Regions from separate parts of the Pan troglodytes genome. Here region 2 is linked to region 1. The links are chromatin contacts, called in public Hi-C maps. All regions are on one chromosome and are shown on one strand. Each heading gives the region's core, a stretch centred on a gene start, on an enhancer-like site or on the middle of the called end of the contact. The rest is flanking DNA. Distances are from core to core; before and after follow the strand shown. Region 1 overlaps STX18 (syntaxin 18). Region 2 holds the start of MSX1 (msh homeobox 1).

Region 1 (6,529 bases), core at 2,856-5,355:
TAAAGTTCACCTTGCCCTATGGGTGAGACTGAAATAGTGATGAAATGAAGAAGAAAACTTAGAGTAGTTGAGCACCTACTGTGTGCCAGACACAGTGTCAGACTCTTCACAGACATTATTTTCATCAGTGACCTGTAGTCACCTTCAGCATTATTATTGTCTCAAGTTTATACCTCAGAGATGAAGGCTGGAAGAGGTTAAGTGACACAAAGCCATGTCACTAGTAAGTGGCAGAGCTGGGATCTGAACCCAGGTCTGTTTTACCTGGTTTCATCCTTTGCAGTATGGAGACTCAGAAGAATGCAGCATGCATGCACACTCTCCACACACAGCCTCCAGACCAGATGGGGTTTGGATTGAAACGCAAAGCAGTGCGAAGTTGGGTCGGATGCTTGGGTTGGAACTTCTTGTTCTGTTCTCCCTCCTCCCTTCCTCTTTATTACCTCCTTCCTTAATGTGCCTGGCCCATGCTGGGTCTTACATATTTGTCAAGTGAACAAATGAAAGAAAGTTTTCCAAGCACACAGAAAAGAAAGTAGTCATTATTAACCGGCAGGGATTCAGAAGCCTGAGCCATGTCTTTCCAGCCTATTGTGTAGTTTTGGATTGGGTTGTTAGGCAGGTAAGGGAGGAGAATATTTGTTTTTAGACGGCAGTAGTTAGCAAAGCCTCTCCGTGATGTTTTTGTGGAGGAAATGTTTTTAAAATAGACCCTTAGGGTGTTCATGACTAGTTGAGCTGGCTGTCTACAGGGAGGGGTCTCTGGTTCTTTGCTACTTTTTATATCCCATTTTCATCTCATTTTTTGAATGATGATTTTTCGTTATAGATGTCTTTAATGCCATAATGATCAGAATTGCAAATAACAGGAGGCCAGGAAAAATGTGCATATAATGAAGACCTAGTTTATCAGCAGCACTCATGGAAAAAGTCATTTTAGTCGATGTAAATTCAGCTCGACTCAGTGACATGAAAGTGAGCATGCCCTTAAGTGGCATTACTAGAAGCCCAGAGTCTGGAACAAGGGAAGCAATGGTTCTGTTTTCCTCTGCACTTCCTGCTGACACAGAGAGTATTGATTCTATTCTGGAAACTGTTATTTTATTTGGGAGGCCCATGAACTATATTCAGAGGTAGTAAGTATGGCCAGAAGCCACAGATGTATTTCATATAAAAAATTCCTGAGAGGAAGGGGCCGGGCACGGTGGCTCACACCTGTAATCCCAGCACTTTGGGAGGCCAAGGTGGGCGGATCACGAGGTCAGGAGATCAAGACCATCCTGGCTAACATGGTGAAACCCCATCTCTACTAAAAATACAAAAAAATTAGCCGGGCATGGTGGCACGCACCTGTAGTCCCAGCTACTCGGGAGGCTGAGGCAGGAGAATCACTTGAACCTGGGAGGTGGAGGTTGCAGTGAGCTGAGATCACGCCACTGCACTCCAGCCTGGGCAACAGGAGCGACACTCTGTCTCAAAAAGGAAAAAAAAAAATTTCTGAGAGGATTGGGAATGATTAGCTTGGAGAAGAGAGAAGACTCAGGTGGAGTAGATCACAGTAGCTGACCTCGATTCAGAGTAAGAAAGAACTTTTTACTGTCTGAGGTGAAATGGATGGCCAGGGAGAGGCAGTGGGTGCCCTGTCATGCTGCTCTTTTGGCAAAGCAGGTGTCTTCTAGATCCTTGCTAGTCTTAACCATCCAAGCAGGGAGGTAGTCACTGCTCTGTGTGTCATCTAGCCTGTTCTAGGCTAATAGTAAGGTCAGGTAAACCGGGAGTGGACAGAGCTTCAGAAATAGTGGGAATGTGTTCAGTAATGCCAAATAATTGTAGTTTGGGGAACTAGAAGAATGGGAATGAAGATGTTTAATTAGATTGAAGTTAGTAAGTTGGGGCTGGAAGAAGGAGTGAGGAGGAAGAGTTGAGTACATAATAAACATTTGTTTTTTTCTATGGGTGTAAGAGTCCTAGAAGTCTTTTAAAATGGAAGTTGCATTGAGTTTAATGGGAATCTTAAGCATTATAAGGTGCCACTCAACTTTTGAAATTAAATCATGAATTCTTTGTGTCATCAACACTAAGATTCTAGGTTTTTGTTTTTTTAATTTCTGGGTTTCTTTAAAGATGATAGGGGCTTAATATTAGAAAGGAAGCTATACGTTCCAGGTTGTTAGAAAGTTAGTTGCTAATATGAGAAATTAGACTGCTAAATCCACCTACCTAGTGTTAACCACCGATGCCCCCCTGTTAACCAGCCTCATTGTCTGTTACTTGAGACTCTCTGCAGTAAGAAGGTTGGGTCTAGAAAAGTCAGTCTCCTCTTTTGTGCACATGTTTTCTCTCCTTCTGTCTCTAAAAAGACATATGCTGAATTCTGGAAGCCGCAGTCCCGTAAGATTAGTATTGGTTCTTAGCAATAGGTTATTTAGCTATTGATTATACTTTTCCTAGGTTAAGATGGCCTTACTTATTTTTTCTGGTAAGATTTCCAGACTGATGGAATAAAGAACTTGATATATTCAGCTAACATTTATCACTTACAGCTTGCCTCAAGGAAGGTGGAAAGTGAACCCAGAATACTATATTTTAAAGCCTCCTTGGGCCCGCAATTTTGAGTAGAAGTTGAGTGATGGGAATGAAGACATTCTGGGCAGAGAGAAGCAGGTGCCAGAGTGCAGGGCAGAGAAGAGCAGGCTTGCTTAAGGAAAAGGCTCTGTGGTCTGGCACGCAGGTGGTTGCAGGAAGTGCAGGAACAGAAGCTGGTAGATGGAGCTGGCTCCTTTAGCCAATGTTTAACAAGGTGAGTGGATGGGACTGACTGACCAATTTCATTTGTAGGGCGAAAAAGAGAGAAGAGTGTAAAATGGCCAAGGTGTTCTAACTTGGAATCTAGAAAGGATGAAGACTTTCTCTTTGGGGCCGTCAGAACAGGAGGGACTAGGAGTAAGCCAGAGGGTGTGAGTGGCTGCATGAGGATACCGTTGGGACATATTGCTTTTGAGGCGTCAGTGGGACACACAGTGGCAGTATCTAAAAAGCATTTGGATACACTCAGCTTGAACACAGGAGGGAGGCAGCGGCTGGGTGGACAATTCATGTAGACAGTAAATAAAGCTATGGATTGGAATGAGTGAGCTTAGCAAGAACATGTAAAGAAAGAGCCAAGGGCTGAACTTACAAGAAGTTTCAGAGATTAACAAAGGCAGAGAGGGAATGAATGAAGGTGAAGAAAAGGAGTTATAGGTTTTAGAAAAGAGCCTAGAGACAGTGGTGTTCTGGAACCCGAGGGAGGCTAGTGCTTCAGGAGGGGACAAGGAAGGAGGAGGCAGGAGCAGGGAGGAGAGCCATCCGAGTTTGGTGAGGCCTGGTGAAGAGTGTCCCCCTCAGTGGGAATTGGGGGAAAGTGACAGGAGTTGCTTACTCAACAACTGCTGAAAGAAAAGAAGAAAGCGAGAAAGGAACAGTTCCTTTATGTATTCCCTCAACAAACTTGCTGCTGTGGTCCTGAGCACAGTGGAATATCTGTGGCTGTGCTAGCCTCTTTTGTGGGTGATTGGTCACTGGGGAGCTTCTTTTGCACAGGGATAGGACTCAGACAGTCCCCACTGTGACATCAGCAGGTCAACATGCTCCAGAGGTGTGTTAGTTCTGAACTTTTAGCTCTGACTTAGTAATTGCTATTGATGCATTTTTCAATTAAGAGTGAAAGGAGTTAGACTCGGAATTTAGTCAATGGGCTCCAAATTAAACTTGGGTACATGATCCTTGTGAAAAATCACTTTAACTTGTCAATAGTTGGCAAACATACAGCAGTGGTTTTTCTGGCTGTGCCTTTGGCTGCATACTAACTGAACAGCAAGCTGTGTCCACTGATTGAATGAAAAAAAAATAATGATTTTGTGTTACAGGGAACTTTTTACAATATGCCAGAGGGACCTACTGGAGTCTCTTTAATCTTGAACAATGCTTGTTTCTTGCAGAGGCAAATTATGCAAATCAGTACTTAGTGTTCCATAATCAATCAGGTCTTTGTTGGAAGTGTTGTGAGTGCCAGCAGAACAGAATTTCTATCATCCTGGGAAGGGTGAGGGGGTTTGCAAGTCAAACCACTGCTGTGATCAGCAAAGGACACTTGCCGACTGCTTTGAACTCTCCCCACAGTCAGAATGCGGTCGCTCTTTGAGAAGAATCCCATCATTTTGTACCAGGGTTTTTGTTGTACAGTATATCGTGCTTTGGGTAATTCACAAAACACCCACGAAGGAACAGCTAGCAAGGCTGTTCTGTGGGTGACACATAAAAACAAAGCTGGGCCTGCCGCCTGGGATGGCAGCTGGCAGCCATGCTCCCAGAGCTCCCTTTGTGTGGAATCTGCCTAGAGTGCAGTGTTTCAGAATATTCCTGGACTCAACTCATCCGTAGTGCATATGTATGCTTAAAAACAATCTCATTTCAGCTTCCTCCTGCACAGAATGGTGAACCTTTATTAATCCTTTGATTCCAGATCAAAAGAATCAGAGAAATTTTTAAAGTCCTTGGGAAAAAATTGTGCTGTTTTTGAGAGGTCCTGTTATTACTGCTGCTCTAATACTTGTGTTGCCATCTAGTGGATAATGGGAAGTATGTGGCTGCCTTAGTATGTTTGGAGTTTATTTTACCCTATTACTGATTCTTGAAGGGGATAGAAAATCAATTCAAAAAGTTTTTTAAAAAAAGAAAATCCCATGTGGAGCATTAAATAATTATTGAGGAGCCACTTTGGGCTAGGCAGATGCCTCAGCAGCTTATGTCAGGGAGACATGAAAACAATTCAAAAACTCACAAGATGGTGACATCTCTGCAAGGGATATATTTGCAAGATGGATCCTTAACCTGGCCTGGAGATAGCAGGGAAGCCTTTAGGAGGTGTAACACCTGAGCAGAGCCTCACGCATAGGAGTGAGTCAGAAGACAGGATTGGGAAGCAGGGAGGGCTTTGCGTCTGGAGACAGCAGCAGAGCGTAGGGCACTGGCGGGCCTTGGGCATGAGGATGTGGGCTTATCCTGGGTTAAAGGGGAAGGTAATGTACAGTTTTAGTCAAGGAAGTATGTGGGAAGATTCACCCTTTTTGATTGTTTAATAACATGTTTTATCTGATTATAAGGATTTTACGTAGTAACTGTAGAAAAATTTTAAAGTGCAAAAAGTATGAAGAAGAAAGCAGTCTCCAAATCTTACCACCTACAATCATTGATACCTTGATGAGCAGTCTTTTAGATTCCCCTCTATGTATGTATACAGCTCTAGGTGTGCATTTCCTATGTTTCACGCATATGGGTCACACCATACATGCTTTGGGCAACCTCTGTTTTGTCTCAGTTTTTCCCCACTAGGTAATATGCTTATGGGACTTTCATCCATGTTAATAGTTCCTGGTGTTGAGTCCATGTCAACTGTGTAGATCCACTGATAGGACCAGCTCTCACAGGAGACCTGTTTGCCTATTGGGATGCTGTGTTGTTTTGTTTGGTGTTTCCTAGTAAAACCTTTATGTGTATAAGAGCAGATAATGTAAGAGAGTCTTTTTTTTCCCCCTGTCAAATGCATCTCATGTAGGGACCATACTGCTGTTTTATAATTAATTTGGTTTTATGGTAGATGGGTTTTATGGAGAATTTCAATGTCTTGATGATCTAGGAAATTAGCGTCATTAAAATATAGCTAGTTAAAAAGTAAACTTGATTTATCTTTGGAGAAAGAATGGGATGAGTCAGATGAATGCCTGTAGTTTTAGAATGGAGTTTAAATAACTTGTTTGGTTAAGTATTAGCCTAATGAAGGAGCCAGAGCCTGGCTGATCCTGGATTGTGGCTGTTAGTTCTGTGCTGGCCCATAGCTATAGACAGTGCCTTTCACCTGAACAAGTTAGATCTCACTATGTCCCTTCTACAGGTCTGGTAAATGTGACCTGCAGTGACTTAATTGTACTCAGATGGGACAGCAGAGTCATCTTTGTGGGTAGACTTGCAGAAGCTAAAAGCACACAGGCACTCGGTTTGAGACATACCAAACAAAAATCTATTTTTGTATTTATTTCAAACCATTTATACAGGATGTGTTAGTTTACTGTCTTCTCATCTGCAAAAGGGTAATAATGATACCTACCCTAAAGGATTGTTAGGAGAAGCAAATCGGATGCATAGCATTTAGATTGGTATAGTATGTAGTACTCAATAAAAATTGACTATTAACTTGTACCACTACTATTTTTTAAAAATAGTTTTTACCCAGTTCCCTTTTGTAGTGAAGCCCACGGAGATTAAGCAACTTGCTCAAAATTTCAGCTGGCAAAGGTTAAAAGTTGAGTGGAGCTTGTAAAATATATCCCTTTCTTCCCAGTCCAGTGGAACTACCTGAAAGAAAAATACAGGAGTCAGGAAGAAAAAGCCAAGTGGAGAACCTGACTTTAGAGTTATGGCCCAATACGAGTGGGGCATGGGCCAGAATATACCCTCTCTGCTGGCTGGTCGATCTGAAAAGAGGAGAGGA
Region 2 (6,355 bases), core at 3,668-6,167, 380 kb before region 1:
TCCTGGAAGACTGATCTTAAGAAAAACCGAGTTTGTGAGGGTTTGGAAACAGGGCTCCTGCAGAGGACTTTCCAGGCGAGAGTGGAAGGTGGCCCTGGGTTTTCTGTAAACGTTGTTAGGTTGTGTTGTGTTTTTAGCGGCCAGAATAGGGGGTGAGAAGGTTCTTATATTCTGGCAGCTCAAAATTAGTTCCACAAACCGCGTCTACACTGGGGGTAATTTAGAGAGGCAACGCAATCGCTTCCATCCCCCACCTGGCCTCCCGTGGGAAAAACAGATTTGCGGAGGTGGGAATTGTCTGGATTAGCTGTCCACACTCATCAAACCATTTGGGCAATTTGCTTTGTTTTCATAGACAGGTTAAAAGGAGAGAAAGAAAGCAAGAGTTGGTTATAGGTTGCCCGAGTAAGTGTCGATTTCAGCTTAAAGTGAATTGGAAAATTGAGCCTAATTATCCTAGGTAATTACTTCAACTCTCCACTTGACTTTCCTAATGCAGATCTGTCGTGTGTGTTCAAAAAGACACCCCCCTCTATCCCTGCATACCCTGTTATCACCTTTCAAAGTTGCTGTCGTAAAAGTACCGTCAAACTGAAAAGCAACTGTACACATAAAGAGATGGCAAGAAGCAAAATTAAAATAAGACTCAATCAGTAAAGAGATAATTTTTGTAGCTTAAAATTAATTTATTTAACAAATATAGCTATAATATAAATGATAATAAAATTTCAAATATACAGTATATTACATAGTACACACAATCCCTTCCAAAGGGATGTTTGAGAGCCACACAAATGTACTGTTAAATAGAAAGAGTTTTTGTTTTTTTTTTTTTAATTTTACAATTGTGTTTCTGGTACTGGTAAGAGAGAGGTCCCTTCAACCTACCTTTGCAACACATCTGTGTTTTCCCTGCCCCCCAGAGCAAATGTTTTGTTGTTGAGCTTGTCTTAAATTTTCCAATGGAAGAAGCTAGGATGCATCTCCCTGGCTGGCTAGTCTCTTTTTTTTTTTTTCTTTTCTTTTTTTTTTTTTTTTTTTTGAGATTGCTCTCATTTCCAAAATCGTCAGACACCGATTTCTCTGCGCTTTTCTTGCCTGGTGTCAGGACAGGGAAAAGCTATGCAGGAGACATGGCCTCTAGCTCTGTTCAACTGTCAATTCTGCTGGGGACCTTAGATAAATCTCTTAACCTCTCTGCCCTCAGTTTCCCCATCTTTAACTCGAGAGTGTAGATCTAAATGCTAGAAGAGTACTAAGGGACTCTTCCAGCCACTTTTTGGCAGGGATCAGACTTCGGAGAGTGAACTCAGGGAGCAAAGAGGTGAAACTGGAGCAGTGTGAGGGTTAAAGGGAAGGCGGCTGGCGGTGCCGAGCAGGGGAGCACGTCGGGGGTACAGCACCAGGGCTGGAGGAATCGGCTGGCCCACAGGTGGGCGACCTGGGACCCTCTATGTCAGGTGGTACATGCTGTAGCCCACATGGGCCGTGTAGAGTCCCACGGGCGCCACAGGCAGCGCGGCGCGCTGGAAGGGGCCAGAGGCACCGTAGAGCGAGGCACCCGCCGCGGCCGCTACAGCTGCGGGGCCGCCGAGAGGGAAAGAGAGGCCGAAGGCAGCCGGTGGCAGCATGGGCTTGGCGGCCATCTTCAGCTTCTCCAGCTCTGCCTCTTGCAGTCTCTTTGCCTTGGCGCGGCGGTTCTGGAACCATATCTTCACCTGCGTCTCAGTGAGGCTGAGCGAGCTGGAGAACTCCGCGCGCTCGGCGATGGACAGGTACTGCTTCTGGCGGAACTTGCGCTCCAGCGCCAGCAGCTGCGCGGTGGTGAAAGGCGTCCGCGGCTTACGGTTCGTCTTGTGTTTGCGGAGGGTGCAGGCTGGGGGGCTCAGCCGCCCTGAGGGCCGAAAGAAAAAAAAGCAAGGGGTTAAGAGAGAAGCATTGGAGCATGATCAGCCCAAGAAGTAGTAATAATAGCCAAACAATACCAGATATTGAGTGCCGCCAAGTGCCTCGGTGCCGGGCATCGCGCAAGGCACTTGAAATATATTTTCTCCAATTCCCATTGCAACCCCGCAGGGGAGAAGTTCCTGTCTACTTTTTGCAAATGAAGAAGCTAAGATTCCAGGAGAAAAATACCCATGTTGAAGGCTCGATGTCCACATCTTAGGCCTAAACAGCTGGGAAGATGTGGAATCACCTTTGTGCTGCCCGGCGGCTTAGGAAGGCCTTCATGGCGGGCCTCCTCCCAGGGCCATCCAGAGGAAAGGTGGATGTTAATACAGTTGACGAAACATGCAGAAAGAGGCCCTGCGCCCAGCCCAAGGGCACATTTAGTTTTACGCGTTGGCCAAACATTTATCAGTGCCCACGGAATGCTTCAGTGTGGGGCTAGGCAGTTTTGTGGCATAGAATCCAAATCAAATTCTATACTTTCCCCGGAACACTTCGCTCCTACGGGATTCTAGGAGTAGTTCCCGCAGACCAGAGATGGAGCAGGGCAGACCATCATGGAGGGTGCACTGTGGCCAGCTCTCTTAGAAATAGAAAGTGTCATCTGGAGCGGAGAACGAGGGGCTGCTTTATTCTAATGGGCTTTTTCTTTAGATTGTCTCAGTCCTCTGTTGGATCGCGTTCACCCCTGGCGCCAGGGCCCTCTGGCCCCACTCAAACGTTTGTGTGTGTGTGTGTGTTGATGTTGTTGCGGGGGGAGTGTTGAGATCGCCTCTCCCCTCACCCTGTGGCATAGTCAGCAGACACCAACATGCCCAGCTGTCTTTTTCTTTTGGCTTCAAAATAAACCTCAAGGGTGGACAGTGAAGAAGCATCAGAGCGCAGGACTAGTGCAGGTCGGGGATGGGGTCTGCTGGGGACTGCCCCTGGATAAAATGTGGAACAAATTATCCCAACACAGCCGGGATCGCTTTGACTTCGGGGTCTTGGGGCCCAAGGCCCTAAGCATTGGAAAGGACACTTTGCCTATGCAGCAGCTTTCCCGGCAGAAAGTGAATTCAAATCGAAGATGTTTCACCACGCGGGTTTTGCCTAAGTATGCATTTTTTCACACCTCTCTAAAAAACAACCACAAACAGAAAAAACAAACAAACAAAAAAAAACACAAAGAAAACACAACGATCCTTTGGACTTTCAGACCACCAGGATGTGAGTCAAACGAAATCTCGTGTTAACACCCCGCTTCTTCCCCGCTGGAGGCCACCGGGAGTCCGGGAAGCGCTTGGCCCCCAACTAGCTTTCCGCCGGGCCGCCCGAGGGGCGGGCGCCGAGAGAAACGTCACTCCCTTCAGCGGCGACAACCCAGAGCGGGGCCACCTTCTCCGGCCATTAGGCTTAGGGAGGGACTGGCCTTTCAAAGACGTTTAATCCCCAGATAAAAATCATTCCTCAGCATCACGCCATTGAAATCTGGCTGCTATTATGCCGAGCAAAATAATCGGAGGAAACGAGGAAAACTTGGGAATTTCCCGTGCTCCTGAAATATCTCCGAGCGTGTTCTCTGAGTAGAGCAGCCAGGGGGCCGTGAGGCCTTGAAGCGAACCGCCTTGGGCACCTGGAGTCCACTTTAATGGCTCAGTCCTAGACGTTTGGGAGCTTCCCATAGGATTAGCGGGGGCGCCTTCCCCTAATTGACTTGGTGCCCCGCCCCCTTCACTGGAACCTGAATGTCCCCACCCCTGAATCATCCATCCGCCCAAAGCATCAACTATCTGCCTCAAACTCAAAGGGCATGGGGAGGTAGAATTCTGTAGGAGCTTCGGAACCTCTAGGCAAAGAGGTACTTGAAAGGGAAGAGGGGCTGGGGGACACCAGCTCCTACTGCGAGAAAGTGAAACTCCGGGTGCAGGGAAGATACCGCACCACACACATTCATCCGCTGGGGTGAAGCCGATGAAACAGAGTTTGGGATCAGATGAGGGATCATGGACCCCCGAGGTCGTTTGGTGGGGGCAGGAGGACAGGGTGCCCAGACATCGGTGTCCTATCCGTTAACTCCCACCCGCAGCGTCTCTGGGCCAAGGCGAGGAGGTCTGGAACCTTCTTCCTGGGTGGGAGTGGAGGGAGGCGCAAGACCCGGCCTTGCAGCCCACGGTTCCCTAGCACCGGCTGCAGGTACGCAGGCGCCGGAGGCCACCAGGAGCCCTCGGGTCCCACACCCCGCCCGGCCCCCTCCCTCTGCGCCTGGGTTCTGGCTACTCACTGGCCGGCGGCGGGGAGAAGCGGGGGCTCTGCATCCACGGGGTCCTCTCGGGCTTCTCGGGGCTCTCGGCTTTGACGAGCGCATCTTCTGGCAGCTTGAGGAGTCCCCCCACCGAGAAATGGCCGAGCGGCCGCGGCGAAGAGGGCGCGTCCGGGGCTCCCAGCGACCCCGGCGGGACGCCCAGTGGCTGCGCCGAGCCACCCGCCGCCTGCACGCCCTCGGAGGGCGCCAGGGCGCTCTCCTTGGCCCCCGGCTTCCTGTGGTCGGCCATGAGCGCCTCCACGCTGAAGGGCAGGAGCGAAGGGGACACTTTGGGCTTGGCCCCCTCCTCGTCCGCGCCCATGGCGGCTGCCGTGGCCGCGGCGGCGCTGGGGGCCTGGCCCGCGCCTCCCCCCGCCGGCTTGCCGAAGGCGGAGTCCTCCACTTTGACACCGAGTGGCAAAGAAGTCATGTCAGCAGCCGGGGCCATGCAGAGCCGGGCCCCCCCTTCTGCCGCAGCACTGGCCAGCCGCCGGGCATGGGCTCCGGGCGGGCTGGGAGCGCGGCCGGCCTCTGCGAGCGCCCGGGGCCCTGGCCGGGCGGACCCTCCCGCGCGCGCCTCCCGCCCCTCCCCAGCAGGCCAGCTCCGGCGTGCTGGGCCTGGCCCCCGGTCGCTGCCGCCGCGCAGGCAGAGTTCCCGGGAGCACTCGCCGGCTCCGGGCCCTACCGCGGCTCCCCAGAGAACTTGCTAATAAGGCGAGGCCAGCGGGGCGGCGGCCAATCAGCGCGCGAGGGGGCGGGCCCGGAGCGATCCATTGGGCCGCGCTCCTGGGGACTCGCCCGGAGGCGCGCTGGGCCTGGGGGCACGCAGGGCAGGGCCCAGGCGGCAGAGGGCAGGGGAGGAGAGGGGGTGCCCGGGAAACTTTCCTCTGCGCTGAAGCCCAAGAGGCCCTCTCTGCGGGAGTCCCCTGGGTCTCTATCTTTCTGTGTTCCCGGGGAATTTTCCCTTGTTCTCGTTCCTTCTCTTTTGCCCTCCTCTCCTCCCCTCCCCTCCTCAGCCCTCTTTTCCGCTCCTCTTTTTTTCCCCCGTCCTTGTTTCTCTCCTCTACTGCTTCTTTTACCTTTCTCTTTAGTCTGTGGCTGGGTTTCCCTGTGCCCCTCTCCACTGTCTGACCCCCCCTCTTCTTCTACCACAATAATTTGAGTTGAGGTTATTTCTTACACATTCCTTTTATATATATATTTTAAAATACGCATGGCTATTTATCCTAGGAGAAAGACATACTATTAACTTCTTTTCAAGAAACGAAACAAAACCAAACCTTCATTTTCTTCCTGTTCTGAAATCTTCTAAACTTTACCTCGAGGTAAAAGTGGGCCTTTGTCTCTAACTTAGAGCTGGAGTAAACCTTGCGGGAAGAAGCTAGCTTCCTGTAGTGCCAAGGATGTGAGAATACGTAAGATTATCTAGAATCTGCAGTCGGTTTTCATACACGATGTGTATTCCCCCCCCCCCCCACCCTCGCTCTGAACTTCTGTCCCAAGGGTCACAACACCTATAGCGCCCGGGCGGGGAAAGGAGCTGCCAGATCCTTTTGATATAGAACTTACTGAAATAAAACCAACAGAATCGTCAATGAAACACCGATCTGGCCTTAAGGTGACCTCAAACAACGCGTCCTTGGAAACAATGACATGTCCCTATCTCTGGGTCGCTGATCCTGGAGGGGAGAGGCACATTTGGGGGAGGGGGCTGGGAAAAGAGGAAAGTTCCTGGAGGTGGACTCTAGTGTGGGACTTGAGAACTCTTCTTTTGCCAGTTTCGGAGAAAACGTGATTTAATGTTTGCTGTTAATAATAATAATAAAGACAGAAAAAATGAGTTGGGGTCAGGGGAGATGCAAGATCTGCTTGAAGCGGGGTCGGGGCTTGGCCATTTTCTGCGCCTGTCGCTTTATGGCCTCTCCTCCCGCGGCCCAGGCCAGCGGCTCTCAGGGAGTGAGCGGAGGTGATTGGCGGCTCACTCGGCCCTGCCATTGATGACTGCGGGGTTCTAATCTCCAGGAAACACAAGGGGCTGCCGTGGCCATTTAGGGGTAATTATCCGAGCGCGGAGGGACAGCGAATTCCCTCGACTTTTAACTGGGCGCAATAAAAGCTGTA

What was found. Hi-C and Micro-C count contacts between places; a contact is called where the count stands out from the background.
Region 2: a contact with region 1 is called in a Hi-C map of stem cell-derived neural progenitor cells, with 2.6 times the contacts expected there. The contact joins the promoter of MSX1 here to the enhancer-like site in region 1. A contact is called at or near these places in 3 of 7 Hi-C or Micro-C datasets (blood, induced pluripotent stem cells and stem cell-derived neural progenitor cells).

What each region holds. Positions count from the first base shown.
Region 1 is chr3:4,803,552-4,810,080 of NHGRI_mPanTro3-v2.0_pri, reverse strand. The region is part of intron 1 of STX18 (syntaxin 18); the gene reads left to right. Among named protein-coding and RNA genes, the nearest start is that of STX18, 60 kb to the left of the region's middle. Within about 2 kb of position 4,105, at least 14 of the 24 cell types and tissues checked have an H3K27ac peak or open chromatin away from gene starts, as enhancers often do. A contact at or near this core is called in stem cell-derived neural progenitor cells, where this site is marked.
Region 2 is chr3:5,182,049-5,188,403 of NHGRI_mPanTro3-v2.0_pri, reverse strand. MSX1 (msh homeobox 1) reads right to left here and starts at 4,917. Exons shown (of 2, transcript NM_001195262.3): 1 at 4,214-4,917; 2 at 666-1,894. The coding sequence starts at 4,682. The coding sequence ends at 1,452.